2 separate regions of the Mus musculus genome follow, and region 1 is linked to region 2. A link is a contact called in public promoter capture Hi-C data. All regions are on one chromosome and are shown on one strand. Each heading gives the region's core, a stretch centred on a gene start, on an enhancer-like site or on the middle of the called end of the contact. The rest is flanking DNA. Distances are from core to core; before and after follow the strand shown.

Evidence for each region. Capture Hi-C pulls out chosen DNA fragments and counts their contacts.
Region 1: a contact with region 2 is called in a promoter capture Hi-C map of adipose tissue. The contact joins two enhancer-like sites. A contact is called at or near these places in 2 of 9 other capture datasets (adipose tissue and pancreatic islet).

The regions. Positions count from the first base shown.
Region 1 is chr5:65,573,682-65,580,530 of GRCm38.p6, forward strand. All of the region lies in intron 3 of Ube2k (ubiquitin-conjugating enzyme E2K), which reads left to right. Among named protein-coding and RNA genes, the nearest start is that of Gm40309, 35 kb to the left of the region's middle. Within about 2 kb of position 2,355, at least 9 of the 459 cell types and tissues checked have an H3K27ac peak or open chromatin away from gene starts, as enhancers often do. A contact at or near this core is called in adipose tissue, where this site is marked.
Region 2 is chr5:65,272,240-65,279,313 of GRCm38.p6, forward strand. It overlaps Rfc1 (replication factor C (activator 1) 1), which reads right to left. Exons shown (of 25, transcript NM_001347357.1): 14 at 6,472-6,584; 15 at 5,118-5,232; 16 at 3,451-3,542; 17 at 3,143-3,280; 18 at 2,136-2,231; 19 at 1,712-1,810; 20 at 139-293; 21 at 1-19. Among named protein-coding and RNA genes, the nearest start is that of Rfc1, 60 kb to the right of the region's middle. Within about 2 kb of position 1,917, at least 13 of the 459 cell types and tissues checked have an H3K27ac peak or open chromatin away from gene starts, as enhancers often do. A contact at or near this core is called in adipose tissue, where this site is marked.

The sequences.
Region 1 (6,849 bases), core at 1,105-3,604, 300 kb after region 2:
ACTTGGAAATGCCTATATTCAATGGCTTTAAATCCCAGAATGTCTATCTGTCTCTGCCTCCCAAGTGCTTGGTTTAAAGGTATACATTAGTATACCTTGCCTATATTTTTTGTTCTTAAAGTGTGGGTGTGGGTGTGGGTGTGGTGTACATGTGCAGTACAACATTTGGTCTGTGCTGGGAATTGTATTCAGGGCCCCTGCATTCTATGCAAGTGCTCTAGAGCACATCTGCAGTCCCTTTAGCCTTTTTTAGATGTATTATTGAGCAGTATTAAATATATTGACATTTTGTCTAAGTATAACATCTACTCCAGAATTTTCCTCTTCTTAAATGAAATATATGCTCATTAAACAGTAATTCTGTAATTACTTTTAGCTTTTAAAAAAAATCACTTTATTTGGGCATGGTGGCACATATTTTTGTTTGTTTGTTTGTTTTTGGGGGGGGTGTTTTCTGTTTTTCGAGACAGGGTTTTTCTGTATAGCCCTGGCTGTCCTGGAACTCATTTTGTAGACCAGGCTGGCCTCAAACTCAGAAATTCTCCTGCTTCTGCCTCTCTGCCTCTGCCGTTTCTATGTTTACTGTTTGTACATTGTGTCATTCATTGTATGTACACACTCCACCTTGCTTATATAGTCATGTGAATGGAGTTAAAAAAGTGGATTTTTGTTTATTTACTGTGTATATAAAAACACTATGTAAATGCAAGTTGCCCAGGAAACATTGATGTTTGTTAAAGGACAGACTGTGAGAGCTGTTTCTATTTTTACTACTCAGGGCCCAGGGGTCAAATTCAAGTTGTAGGACTTAGTTTGGTAATAAGTTTGGTTTGTCTTCTGTCTTTCTGGTCAGTCCATGCATGTTGCAGTATATTTGATCACACTGTGAGCCCGGAGATTGCGGTGTTTACTTGAAAAAACCTGTTTGTAGTGGTGATGTGCCTCAGCCCTTCACATACCTTTAATCCCTCTGGCTGGAATACAGACATGCCCTTAGTTCACACCTTTAATCCCAAACAATGAAGGTAAAGTTTGTAGAAGGAAGCAGTCACGTTTGAAAGTGATGTTTAGTTGAGTGGCAGACAAAGTGACAAATCAGAAAGATTTGACAGAATAGGATCTACCCAACTCTCAAGAGAAGAGAGAGGAACAGGAAGCTACTTAAGAGACCAGTGCAGAAGGAGAAAAGGAGAGGAGGCAGATTTCCTGGGAGACAAGTTTGAGAGAGAATACGCTATACACAGTGAAGACAAGAAGGAGCTAGAGAATGAGAAGGAGCCAGAAGATCAGAACAGATTGTCAGTTAGTTTGAGGCCAAGCAGAGCAAAAAGTCAGGCTGAGAGAGAAGCCAGATTGAATCAATCAGCTTGGAGAGAAGAAGCCAGATTGAATCAATCAGCTTGGAGAGAAGAGTTTGAGTTGAGCCAGAACAGCTGAGTTGAGTCAGCCAGCCAGAAATCAGAAAGAACAAGAAAAGGTGAGCTTACTCAGCAGTAAGTTTCCGAGGCTGAAAACACTCTAGGTCTCAGTAAGATGATAGGGAGAACTGGGGGTAAGTTAGAGGCAGTAAGCAAAGAGATAATTACTTTAGGAGAATAAAAGTTACTTGTGGGTTTCTTTTTGTTTTGAGACAGTGTCATACTATATAGCCTTGACTGACCTGGAAATCATAAAGATCTGGCTGCCTTTCTTGAATGCTTGGAATAAAGGTGTTAGCCAGTATGCCTCATTGGTTTTTGTTTTGGGGAAGGGCTTTCCCTATGTTACCTATTCTGATCTTGAAATCCTAGACTCAAGTAATACTTCTTCTACTTCAGCCGCTGGATTAGTTCATAAGGTGTTTTTTCCCCCTAAACAGAAAAGGAAGGAAGAAATGAGCTTTATAGACACTGCATTTTCAGTATTAATATAATGATAATCATAACTGATAATAGTTTGTGGTAAGAAAATCCCCCCCCCCTTCCTATAACAACTTTACCTCTAATAGGTTGAGGTTAACTAGTATCCAGATTTGTTAGTCTGTATGTTAGGTTATTGGACTAACTATCCTATGATCTTGCTGCAAAAGGAAAAAGAATAAAATATTACCACCCAGCCCATGTCTGTGAGTGAGTGAGTGTGTGTGCATGTTTGTGTGTTTGTGCAGTGTGCAGCAGTCGGGTTTACCACTGGCCCATGTCCTCAGCCCTTTGCTTTCCTTTTCCTTTTGATTTTTTGTTCAGGTTGAACAGGGGCCCTTGTGCTGTTCTCCAGGATTTCTTCTTGAAATAATAAAAATAATTTGATACTCGTTGGCTAGGGATATAGCTATTTGAATCCCCAGTTGGTATGAGCAACTCAGGACAAGACTAGCCAATATAGCTGTTTGAGCACTTGCCAAGCACGTATAAGGTTCTGTGTTTGACTGCTAATGCTACTACCAAACAAAACTGTGGTTGCATAACAATACTATTTGAAAGCTTGCCTCTGTTCCCATTTTTGTGCAGTCTTTTTCATGTAACTTAGGGTCTTACAAATGGCAAGCAAGCAAGGTCTTATTGAATCCATTTGTACACATTACTACTATGAATTAAGATGTTTTGCCTTTATGGTCAATAAGTTTACAAAGGCATTGCATGGCCATGCCCTTTTCATCACAAAAGAGCATTCCAAACCTATCATTTATACTGTGGCCAGTCACAAATTACAAGTGTCAAAAGGAAATTTTTAGAAAATTTCTAATTTAAAAATTTAACTTCTTATAACACATTATTATAACTGTTCTATTTTGTTATTAATGCATATATATTTAACTTTAATATAAGTATGTAATAAACAAATTATAGTATAAAGTGGGTAGAGAGATGGTTCAGTGGTTTGAGATCACTTGTTGTTGCAGAGGATCAATTTTTGCTCTGTCGATGGGGCTGCCCTTAACCTGGAGATTCACCTGCTGCTCCCTCCTGAGTCAGCTCATCTTTTTTTTTTTTCCCTTAAAGAAAAAAGTAGTATGGTGTTGAGGACTGTGAGATTTTCAGGTCCATAGGGCTACAGGAGTAAGCAGAGGCCTATGTAGCAAAAGTTTCAGAAAACATTTATTTCTTTGATTTGTCTTTAAATCGAGATAGGATTTATTATCTAAATAAATTGTTCTATCTTAGATCATTGTTGTTCTATCTTAAATTATTGACTAGAAATGCAAAAAAATAATCTTTGGATCAAAAAATAATAGAATTGAGATCTCCAGTGCCTTTCCTAGAGTCAGTTGTACTGTGATAGCTATTAATAAGAGTTCCTTAATCAAACTCTCTCAGTGATTTCTTTTGTTACATATTGAAACCTAGGTTCCTTTTTTTCTGTGGTGTTAAGACATACTTTTTTGTTGTTGTTTTGGTTTTGTTTTTGTTTTTTTTGAGACAGGTTTTCTTTGTGTAGACTTAGTTGTCCTGGAGCTAGCTCTATCAACCAATCTGACCTTGAACTCACAGAGTTCCCCTGTTTTTGCCTCCAGAGTGCTGGGATTAAAGGCATGTACCACCACCACCTGGCAAAAATATACTTTTAATATATGAAATAAGTAGTGATTACTTTAAAAACATTTTATTTTATGTGTATGGGTGTTGCCCTTAGAAGTCAGAAGAGAGACTTGTATCCCCTGGAACTGGAGTTAGAAATAGTTGTAAGGGGCTGGGCAGGTGAATCTGTGCTTAAAAACACTGGCTGCTCCTCTAACAAATCTGGTTCTGAGATCCAGCACCCACAGGGTGCCTTAAAGACCTCTGCAGTCCTAATTCAGGGCATCCAGTGCCTTCATTTGGTCTTCCTGGATACCAGTGATACACAGTGTCCAGAGATCCATGCATGCAAACCATCTTGATACATTAAATTAAAACTTAAAGATCCAAGCCTTTGGGGACTTTCTTTAAATGAAGTTCATTTAAAAAAATCATCTGGGTGTTCATAGTTGAACCCTAATCCTCTGGGAGAGTGACCAGTTATGTCAACTACTGCGCTCTTTCTCCAGTTGTGAAATTGAGTATTAAATACCAATACTAATCTTTAATGAGTGGGCCTGCTTGTTTTAATTAACAGAATATTTTCTTTTGTCTGAGTGAAATATTTTCCATTTTGGAGTAAATGTAAAGTTATTTAAGGTTTTTCATTAAACTTGGCAGTAGAATTGTGAACTTACATCTAACATGAAGTAGGAGCCATAGTATTTGTTGAGAGAAATAGTGAGGGGAGTGGAGACTGCATTGTATGAAGAGATAAGAATACTGATGTTGCATGGTTGCTAATATAGATGATTAAGAAGTGTTTTTTAGTTTTTATCTGGGAACAATTTTTTCTGTATATATAGTATTCAGATTTTTGTTTAGCAGATGAACACTCCTTATAGCTACTGAGTTTTTAATTTCACACATGGTACTAATGTCATTTTTTTTAATGTAAAAATAAGGAGACTTGAATTTTTCATTAGTGTATTGGAGTACTAGAGTACTATAAATCTAAACTTAAATGTTTCTTTAGAGTAGGCTATAACTTAACAAAAAGCATTGTTACTGTACTGTTCACTAAAATTACAGTTATTGTGTGTTTATGCTGTGGTGTATATGTGGAAATCAGAGAACAACTTTTAGAGTGAGTTTTGTCTCCACTCTTGCATGAGTTATGGGGATTTGGACGTGCTTTCAGGCCTCACAGCACAAGGCTTGATGTTGTTTTCAAGAGTCTCACGGGCTGTCCTGGTTTATTCCAGCATTTCAGATCCACAGCAGATGCTGCATAGTGGGACCAAAAAAAAAAAAAAAACCAAAAGAGGTTTTATTTGTCTGTTGACTTTTTAGAGGAATGCCTTTCTGTGCCTCCCAAGTATTGGGGTTGAAGGTGTGGATGCCACCAGATCTGGCTTGGTGGCACCTTGTGACGACTGAGCCTTCTTAGCAGCCCTTGTTTGTTTGCTTGCTTGCTTGTTTGTTTTGACACAGTTTCTCATTATGTACATCTGGCTTGGCATGTAAACTATGCTTGCCTGGAACTCTCAGCAACCCAACTGGTTCTGCCACCCACCACTGGAATTAAAGCATGAGCTATAACATCTGGCATGCGTTTTTATTTTTTACAGACTGGGATTAAAGCATGTGTCATATCTGACACATGTTTTTGTTTTTCAGACAGTCTAAGGTAGCTCAAGCAGGCCTAGAACTCTTCATAGCTGATGATAGCCATGAGCTTGTGATCCTTCTGCTCCCACCTACCAATTGCTGACATTCTGGCGTGTGTCATCCGCCTGCTGCATCTATTTTTTACCTCATCCCTGCCAACCCTTTTTTTTTTTTTTTTTTAGTTTTAAATTTTTGTTAATTTAGGATGTCAGTCTAAAATAATTAATTTAAGAATTTCCTTGGTCCTATTGACTTCTTGGTTCTGTACATGTATAGCTTCAGGAAATAATGTATAAATGACCTTCCCCTTTAAAAAGAGAGAGAGTGCTTTGCAGCCTAGCTCAGTGATTAGCGATCTTGCCACTAGTATTCCCTGGGCCCTAGGTTTGAGACGCAATGCTGTGGTTCTGCAGTGCTGGCAAGAACAAGGTGAGTTCATGTGTGCTGAGATCACTTGCCTGAACTGTACTCTCTGACACCTTTGCTAGCAATTTAAAAATCCTTTTTTTTTTTTTAACAGAAGTTAGTCATATTAGTGCAACTTTAAAATCTCTCCACCAAGGAGTGTCCTGAGGTTACCGACATTATCTTAAAACAAAACAAAAATACTTCATTTTATTCTTGTTGAAAAGGATGAAACAATTTGAGGAAAAAAAAAAGTAGCTGGTGCAATGGAGCACACCTTTAGTCCTCCTAGGGAGACAGAGGCAAGCTCATCTCTTAATTTAAGCTTGATGCCAGCCTGAATCTACACAGTGAGTTCCAGGCATATTAGGGATACATAATTAGACTTTGTCACAAAATAAATAAAAATTAGAGAATGCTGTGTTTTCCTTGAGTTACTGCTGTTAATGTCAGTGACTAGTTGATGTCTTTATAAGTTTATCTTACTGACTGGAAAATACTAAGTTGCAGGTTTTGTGCTTATATATATCTAACAGAAATAGTTGCTGTAGGGCTGGAGAGCTGACTCATGGAGTAAAAGCTCTTGTTCTTCCAGAGGTTCTGAGTTCAGTTCTTGGCAGTCATGTTAGGCAGCTTACAATTCCTGTAACTCCAGTGAGACTGTGCATGCATACACACAAATAAAAAGAAGACCTTTTTAAAGGAATGGTAGGTAGGTGATGGTGGCACATGTCTTTGATTCTAGCCTTGGGAGGGAGACAGATCTCTGAGTTTGAGGCCAGCCTGCTATACAGAGTGAGGTCAAAGACAGCTAGAGCTAAATGGAAAACCCTGTCTGGAAACAAAACAAAACAAAACAAAACATGAGAAAACAAAAGAGAAATGGTTACTGTGCATAGTTTCTGTATGTCTTAATTTCACATTGGCTGTATTTGAAAGAGCTCTCATTTATCTCTGTGATAACAAGTTTGTCCTAATAATGTGTATTCTTGCCAGGCGTGGTGGCGAACGCCTTTAATCCCAGCACTTGGGAGGCAGAGGCAGGTGGACTTCTGAGTTCGAGGCCAGCCTGGTCTACAGAGTGAGTTCCAGGACAACCAGGGCTACACAGAGAAACCCTTTATCGAAACCCCCCCCCCCCCAAAAAAAAAGTGCCTGCCTCTGCCTCCCAAGTGCTGGGATTAAAGGCGTGCGCCACCACGCCCGGCAAGTGTGTTCTTAAGTTGAGATACATTAGGTGTTGGAGATGCCATAGCCAGTGAGTGGATGCAGAAACCTTTTATCAATAAAGACCAGACAG
Region 2 (7,074 bases), core at 667-3,166:
GTGCTTTTTCATGTCACCTCTGCAGAGAAGAGCCAGTCTAGTTACACTACTATCCACTCCCAGCCACGCTTGCACAAGGCTCTGGTCTCTGTGGTGTAGAGAACCCCGATCCTGCCCCTTGCTGCCCTCAGTGCTCACCCTGCAGCCACAGGCTTTACATGCAGGTAGTTCTCCTGGACAAAGAGGGGTGCTATGGAATAGTCATGGAAGAAGAGATCTGACTTGTCCATCAGTGACATGTGTGCAGTCTCCTCTCCAGCTGCAAACACTTTCCGAGTGACATCAAATGGGCCCTGCCAACAAGGGGCAGAAAATGACTGAATGACCAAAACCTAATACTGGTGAAGATGACGCTGGAGCAATAGGCACCTTCACTGCCTGCTGAGGAGAATTATATGATACTTTAGGGGTTCCAAATGACCTAAAATTATGTTTACACAAAATCCTACACATAGTGTTCTAGCACTTTCATCCCAACTGTGGAATCTAGAAGTACTAAGATACTTCTTCCAGTAACCGAATGATAAATAAACTGATATATCTCAGGCCTTGGACTCAACAATTTTAATAAAAATATCAGCCATGAATGTTGGGACACACCAGTAATCCTAGCACTTAGAGATGAGGTTCAAAGCCTGCCTCAGCTACATACTGAGCTTCAGGCCAGCTCAAGTGAGTTACCAGCAATGCAATCTCAAAAGACCATACAAACAAAAAGAACAGTTCATTAAAGGACATGACGGAGCCTTGAATGTACACACTCTACTGTGGGAAAGAAGTCAATCTCCAAAGGCTGCACACTGTATGATTCCCACTACATGGCACTCAGGCAAAACCATGGAGATGGAAGACTGGTGGTTATAGAAGGAGGGGGACTGGAGAGATGACTCAGCAGTTAAGAGCACTGACTGCTGCTCTTCCAGAGGTCCTGAGTTCAATTCCCAGCAACCACATGGTGGCTCACAACCATCTGTAATGGGATCTGATGCCCTCTTCTGGTGTGTCTAAAGACAGCTGCAGTGTACTCATATACATAAAAATAAATAAACCTTTTTTTAAAAAAAGAGGAAGGAATTAAGGATGCCGAGTCTGAGCCCAGGGAAACTACTGTAGTTCTGCAGTGGTAGAACACACCACTGCCCGCCTGTGAGAAAACACAGAGTGTGCAATGTCAAGAATGAGCCCTAGTGAAGTTACTGACTGAGACTCTGGTGCAGGATGCTAAATGAAGTGTACGCTGGAGTGGCTTGCATGGGAAACCTCTGTGCCTTCTACTACATTTTGCTGCAAACTTAAAACTACTTCAAAATCTAAAGTATATCATTTCTTTTTTTAAAAAAGCTAACTATCTATAATTTTGGATAGTAAAGCAGAGCAGAGACAAGAGATAGAGACCTCTAGCTTTGGAAGTTAAACTAACGCACTTGAAACATAGAATTCCCAATAGTACAACCACGGAGGCCACAAATGCATGCAGAAGGTCCAATGGAAAAATCGCTCTCAGTGAGGAAGCATGGGGCTCATTTAAAATATCCCTTTTCATCAGTCTATAAAGATGGCCATGCTAGAAAAAAAGCTCACTGTCTACAGGTCTGACAAGTCTGTGAGCTCTAGAAGTACACCAAGAGATAATTATGTCTACAAAGCTAATATAAGCAGGACAAGAAACACCAACTTCATAACATAACTAAAAAATGGAAACTCATTTTACCAGTCTGATATCCTTCTTAGCCCTCTGAGAATCAGCCTTGGCTTGGTCATAGGTCAGGGCCTTACTTTGTGCACACCACATACTGAGATTGTGTAAAACCTAGAAAAAACACAAAGACGACAATGCCAGGATGAGAAATGGCTGCTCTTTTCCTATCCTGTGCAAGTTTCGAGAGTGGGCAGCTAAAGTACTGACAACTGCCAAGAGCTAGAAGCTGGCTCAGCTGCTCTCCCAACACCCACAAAGCAGCTCGCAGCCATCTGTAACTCCAGTTCCAGGGAGTCTGATGCCCTCTTTTGGCCTCTGCCAATCTAGACACACAAGTGGTAAGTCACATAAATACAGGCAAAATATCCACACACATAAAATAATAAAATTAAATTTAGAAAAGTAACAACTTCCCCAAAATAAATATCTAACTCACCTGTCTGACATCTTGATTAGCTCCCAAAATTATTTCATTCATAGCTGGAGGGGGGATTTTTAAACCCTCTTTAAATGCAATAGACAGCATTGCACTCTGAAATTAACAAACAAGAAAATTGTCATTGACATTTTTTTAACACATAGCATCTGCAATTCTATGGATATTTATGAGATTCTTTTAAAACTGACCCTTGAGTTGGGTTGCTTAAGCCTTTAATCCTAGCATTCAGGAGGCAGAGGCAGACAGATCTCTATTGAGTTCCAGGCCAGCCTGGTCTACAGAGAGAGCTACAGGACAGCCAGGGCTACACAGAAGCCCTGTTTTGAAAAAAAAAATTGACCCTTGAGTTTTCAGTTATCAATCATCATATCTTAGGTAAAACTCACTGGTTACCGCACTGACACTGCCTAAAGTTAAAAATCAACCTTTATATAAATATAATAATGTCATTTTAAAAATATTCTGGGCTAGTGTGCAGGCTAGTTTTACATCAACCTCACAGAAACTATCTGAGAAGAGGAAAAACTGACTGACAAAAACCTCCCTAAGATCAGGCTGTAGGCAAGCCGGAAGGGCATTTTCTTAATTAGTGACTAATGGGAAAGGGTACAGTCTATGATAGGTGGGGCCAGCCCTGGGCTGGTGGCCTGAGTTCTATAAGAAAGCAGGCTGGGCAAGCCATTCAGCAGCATCTACCATGAATCAGCTCCTGCCTCTCTCAACTCCTGACTTCCTGGCAAATAACCTTTGCCCTTCAAGTTGTCTTGTCAGTATTTCATCATAGTGACAGGAACCCTGAGACAGCAAGATGGGTACAGGCATTTCCCATCATGCCTGGTGCCTGCGACTGATCCTAGAACCCCCATAAGTGAACTGACACCCAGAAATGCCCTGTTACCTCCACATGTACACCCTACTGCATTGCATGAGCGTGCACGTGTATGCCTGTGAACACACATACTCCCAAAATTTTTTTAAATTCTTTGTAATTATAATCATCATACCTTAATCTGTTCAACTCGAGGTCTTTGGAAACGAAGATCAAAACAATAATGAACCAATGAGCGAATTTTGGGGTGGTTTCTATCATTGCACATACAAATGATGGGAATTTTAGTATGCTTTATCAGGCCTATTAGCTCCTAAAAGACAAATTTAGAATATGAGGATAATTATTTTTATAAAATAACAGATATTCAATATATTTTAGTATTTTTTAAAAGCTCTCAACTGCTACAATTATCCATGCACATAACGGTTATTTTCTTAATTAAAGCCCACAGTAAAACAGAAGCCACAGTGCTTGTGTTACCTGAATTCCACCCCTGTCTTCATTGCCTGCCATGCCATCGACCTCATCCATGATGAGGGCGTGCCTCGCACTCACGGAAGGAGCCGCTCCACCTGACCAGGGGAAAGAACACAGAACACAGTAAGAGTCAACACACATTTAAACTCCAACAGCTCCAAGAGTGAAGCCATGAAAGCAAACTCTCTTCCCAGCAGTTCACTAAAGTCCATGTAGAGATAGCCAATACATACTTAAAACCTGTGTGCATAAAAATATGTACCTTGTGGGCTTTCACTTAATACATCTTGGTTATTGATCTGTTTCCATCCATCCATCCACCCATCCATCAGTAACACTTCTCTTCTTTTTAAGATTTATTATATGTAGTGGGTATTTTGTCTGCACACCAGAAGAGGTAATGTCCATCCCCAAAACACTTCTTTTTAATGTAATTTAATATTCTCCTTTAAAATGCATAGTAATGTAGTTTATTGATAAGATATTAAGATGCTCAAGCTTTTATATCATACTAATATGTAAATATCCTCATATGTGTGCATGTGTCTACATGTGAGAGTACATTTGGCTGTATGATGAGAGCATGTGGTGTGTGTTTAAGTGTGTGAGCATGTATGTCTGTGTGTGTGTATACTTGTCTGTGTGTGCATGTGTATGTGTGTGTATGTCTATGTGTGCGTGTGTATGTGTGTCTGTGTGTGCATGTATCATTCTACACATATTAAAATATAATGACAGTTAAATTCCAAGAATTGACATAGATTAGAAATTATGTATGATTTAGACTTGAGGAAAAATGCCAGACTGCTAGTGAGTTGTATTAATTAATACTTCCAAGAGCCATGTACAGCAAGCTATATGGAAAGACTGCCCATTAGTACAGTATCTGCCTTGCAAACATAAGAACCTGGGTTCAAACCCTAGAACACACATAAAAAATCTTGGGTGTGGTGAGGTGCACACGTCTCACATCCACACACACCCACATACATATACCAAGAGACAGAAAAAGTGGGGGGATGGGAGAGGGAGGGAGGGAGAGGGAAGAAAGAGAAGGAGGGAAGGAGGAGAGAAAGAAAGAAGGGGGGAGGACTCTTCTGAGCAATTTCTTTCAAAAACTAACTTCTAACATAAAAGTACCGCAGTTCTATGGCACTCTCCACAGGCATGTGGATCCTTACCTGATACATCTTCATTTCCCCATGAACTCAGCCTTTTGGGACCACTAGTTACAACACAACCTTCCACAGTGATCACACCTTCTTGCTATAAATGGGCCCTTTCATTCTTCAAGGCTCTCTGAATCAAGTCATCCTTTTACTGCAGAGTACACAATCAGCTCCCCCCCCCCCCCACACACACACACACACAGGCTTTCGGCCTCAGTGAACGGTGCACTTCACTCTCCCCGTTCTCCTTTACAAGACTCACCTGGAACTGTCCAACATCACACACAAAATGAAAACTGTATATGCACACATTTCTATCCCAGTCTCAAAAACCTCTGAGATCACAGAGCAGAACTAATGCCCCAGAAGAGTTATGCCAAAGGCCTTTCCTATCTTGATGCCTCAGGATACTTACCACACAGGAGTGCTCATTACAGAACACTGAAGTGACTTGTTTTTCTTAAACCACATCTATAGCCACAGTTCAAAAAGGGCACATACTTGTATAAAAGCCTTTGATGCTGGTGTTGTTCAAGGATTCAGCAACAACTGCTTTCAAACTGTTCTTACTCCGAGTATCACTTGCATTTAGTTCCACATAACTGTAGCCCAATTCCTAGTCAAAATATTAAAAATCATTATTATAACAGTGCAAATGATCCTGGGCAGCAGCTGATTAAGGAACACAGAGGTTCCAAAAGTCACATTAAACATGAGTAAAAAATTAAGTATGATACCAAAAGGCCACAAATCTAATTCCCCACAGCATTAGAGATTCTTAAAACAACACATACACAGAGGAGTTTGGTTTTAAAACCACAGCTGGTAAGCTATGTATGGTGGCTCATGCCAGGGTATCAGACCACCTGCCTGTATCATAGTGGGTGTATTCAAATAACCCTTACTTAATAATGGCTGTCTTAGTTAGGGTTTCTATTGCTTTGATGAAACACCATGACTGAAAAGCAAGTTGGGGAGGAACGGGTTTATTTGGCTTACACTTCCATATCACTGTGGATCACTGAAGGAAGTCAGGACAGGGACACATACAGAGCAGAATCCTGGATTCAGGAGCTGATCCAGAGGCCATAGAGGGTCTGCTGTCTGTCCTGCTAAGCCTTTCTTATAGAACCCAGGACCATCAGCCCAGGGATGGCCCAACCCACAATGGGCTGGGCCCTCCCCCACTGATCACTAATTGAGAAAACGCCTTACAGCTGGATTTCACAGAGGTATTTCCTTACCTGAGGCTCCTTCCTTCTAAGGTCTGGCTTATGTCAAGTTTACACAAAACCAGCCAGTACCGTGGCCCTAGACAGTAAGAGGGGGAGGCAAGGAGGGTGCCAGGACACAGGAGGCAGACTAACTATATGAAGTGGCACTGCTGCAGGGCACGGTGCACAGGGCTCTGTACCACCTGCAGCCACGGCATCTCCTGAGCGCCTAGTAACACATCCTCCACCTATAAGGGAAAATGGATGTTTTTATAATAGCCAATTCAATAACAGGTTTAAGGTGGGGTTTGTTTTTTTTTTCTTTAATTTTCTTTAGATTTTTTTTAAAAAGACTTGTGTCCTGGAACTTACTATGTAGACTAGGCTGGCCTTGAATTAACCTCGAGATTCACCTGCTTCCTCAATGCTGGGATTATAGGCATGCACTACCACACCCAGCCAGAATAATAGCATTAAAAAAAAAAAAAAAAAGAAGTGACAAACACCACTAAAGCCAAAGAAAATTCTAAAGTTTGACTTTAGAAAAATATACACTGTAGATTAACACAGACACACACACACGCACACACACACACACACACACACACGAGCTGATCACTGCACTATGACAGGGCACCCACCTGACACACAAGAGAAGCTGTAGTGGTTTTGCCAACACCTGGAGGGCCAGACAGCAGAGCTGCCTTGAAACTGGAGCCATCATCTTTGCTGGCAAGTTTGCCAAACTTTGCTGCTAGGGAAGAGAAGTTCCAGAGCATTAACATGCACCATATTTCAGACACTCCAGATCAGAAGGAACCATTTATGAACTGCCCGAGAGCTTTGCAAAGCAGAGAGGAGAGTGCAGACCAAAAGCAAATGGCAATGTAATGAGGCTGTAGGTCACTGTGCCAGTGCTTACCTCAGCTTCTTCCAGTTTCCTTAAGGGCCCTGGGCATTCTCTCTCTCACAGGCCTTCAGACACTGGCACTGGTTGTTCCTCCAGCCCAATACCACACCCATCTCCCTTAGCCCAGCTGTCTGCTACCTGGACTCCAAGGTCGCTCCAGGGCTGAGCGCTCACACCCTCTTCCTTGACTACACACCAGCATCCCCAGAGCTAGCTCCCTGTACTTACCCTACAAAAGCACTTGGCACATGCATTTTAACAGCTGGCTCATAATCTCCCCACTCTCTGGGGGCCCCTGAAGGGCCTGCTTTGTTCACAGAAGCACCACCAGGGC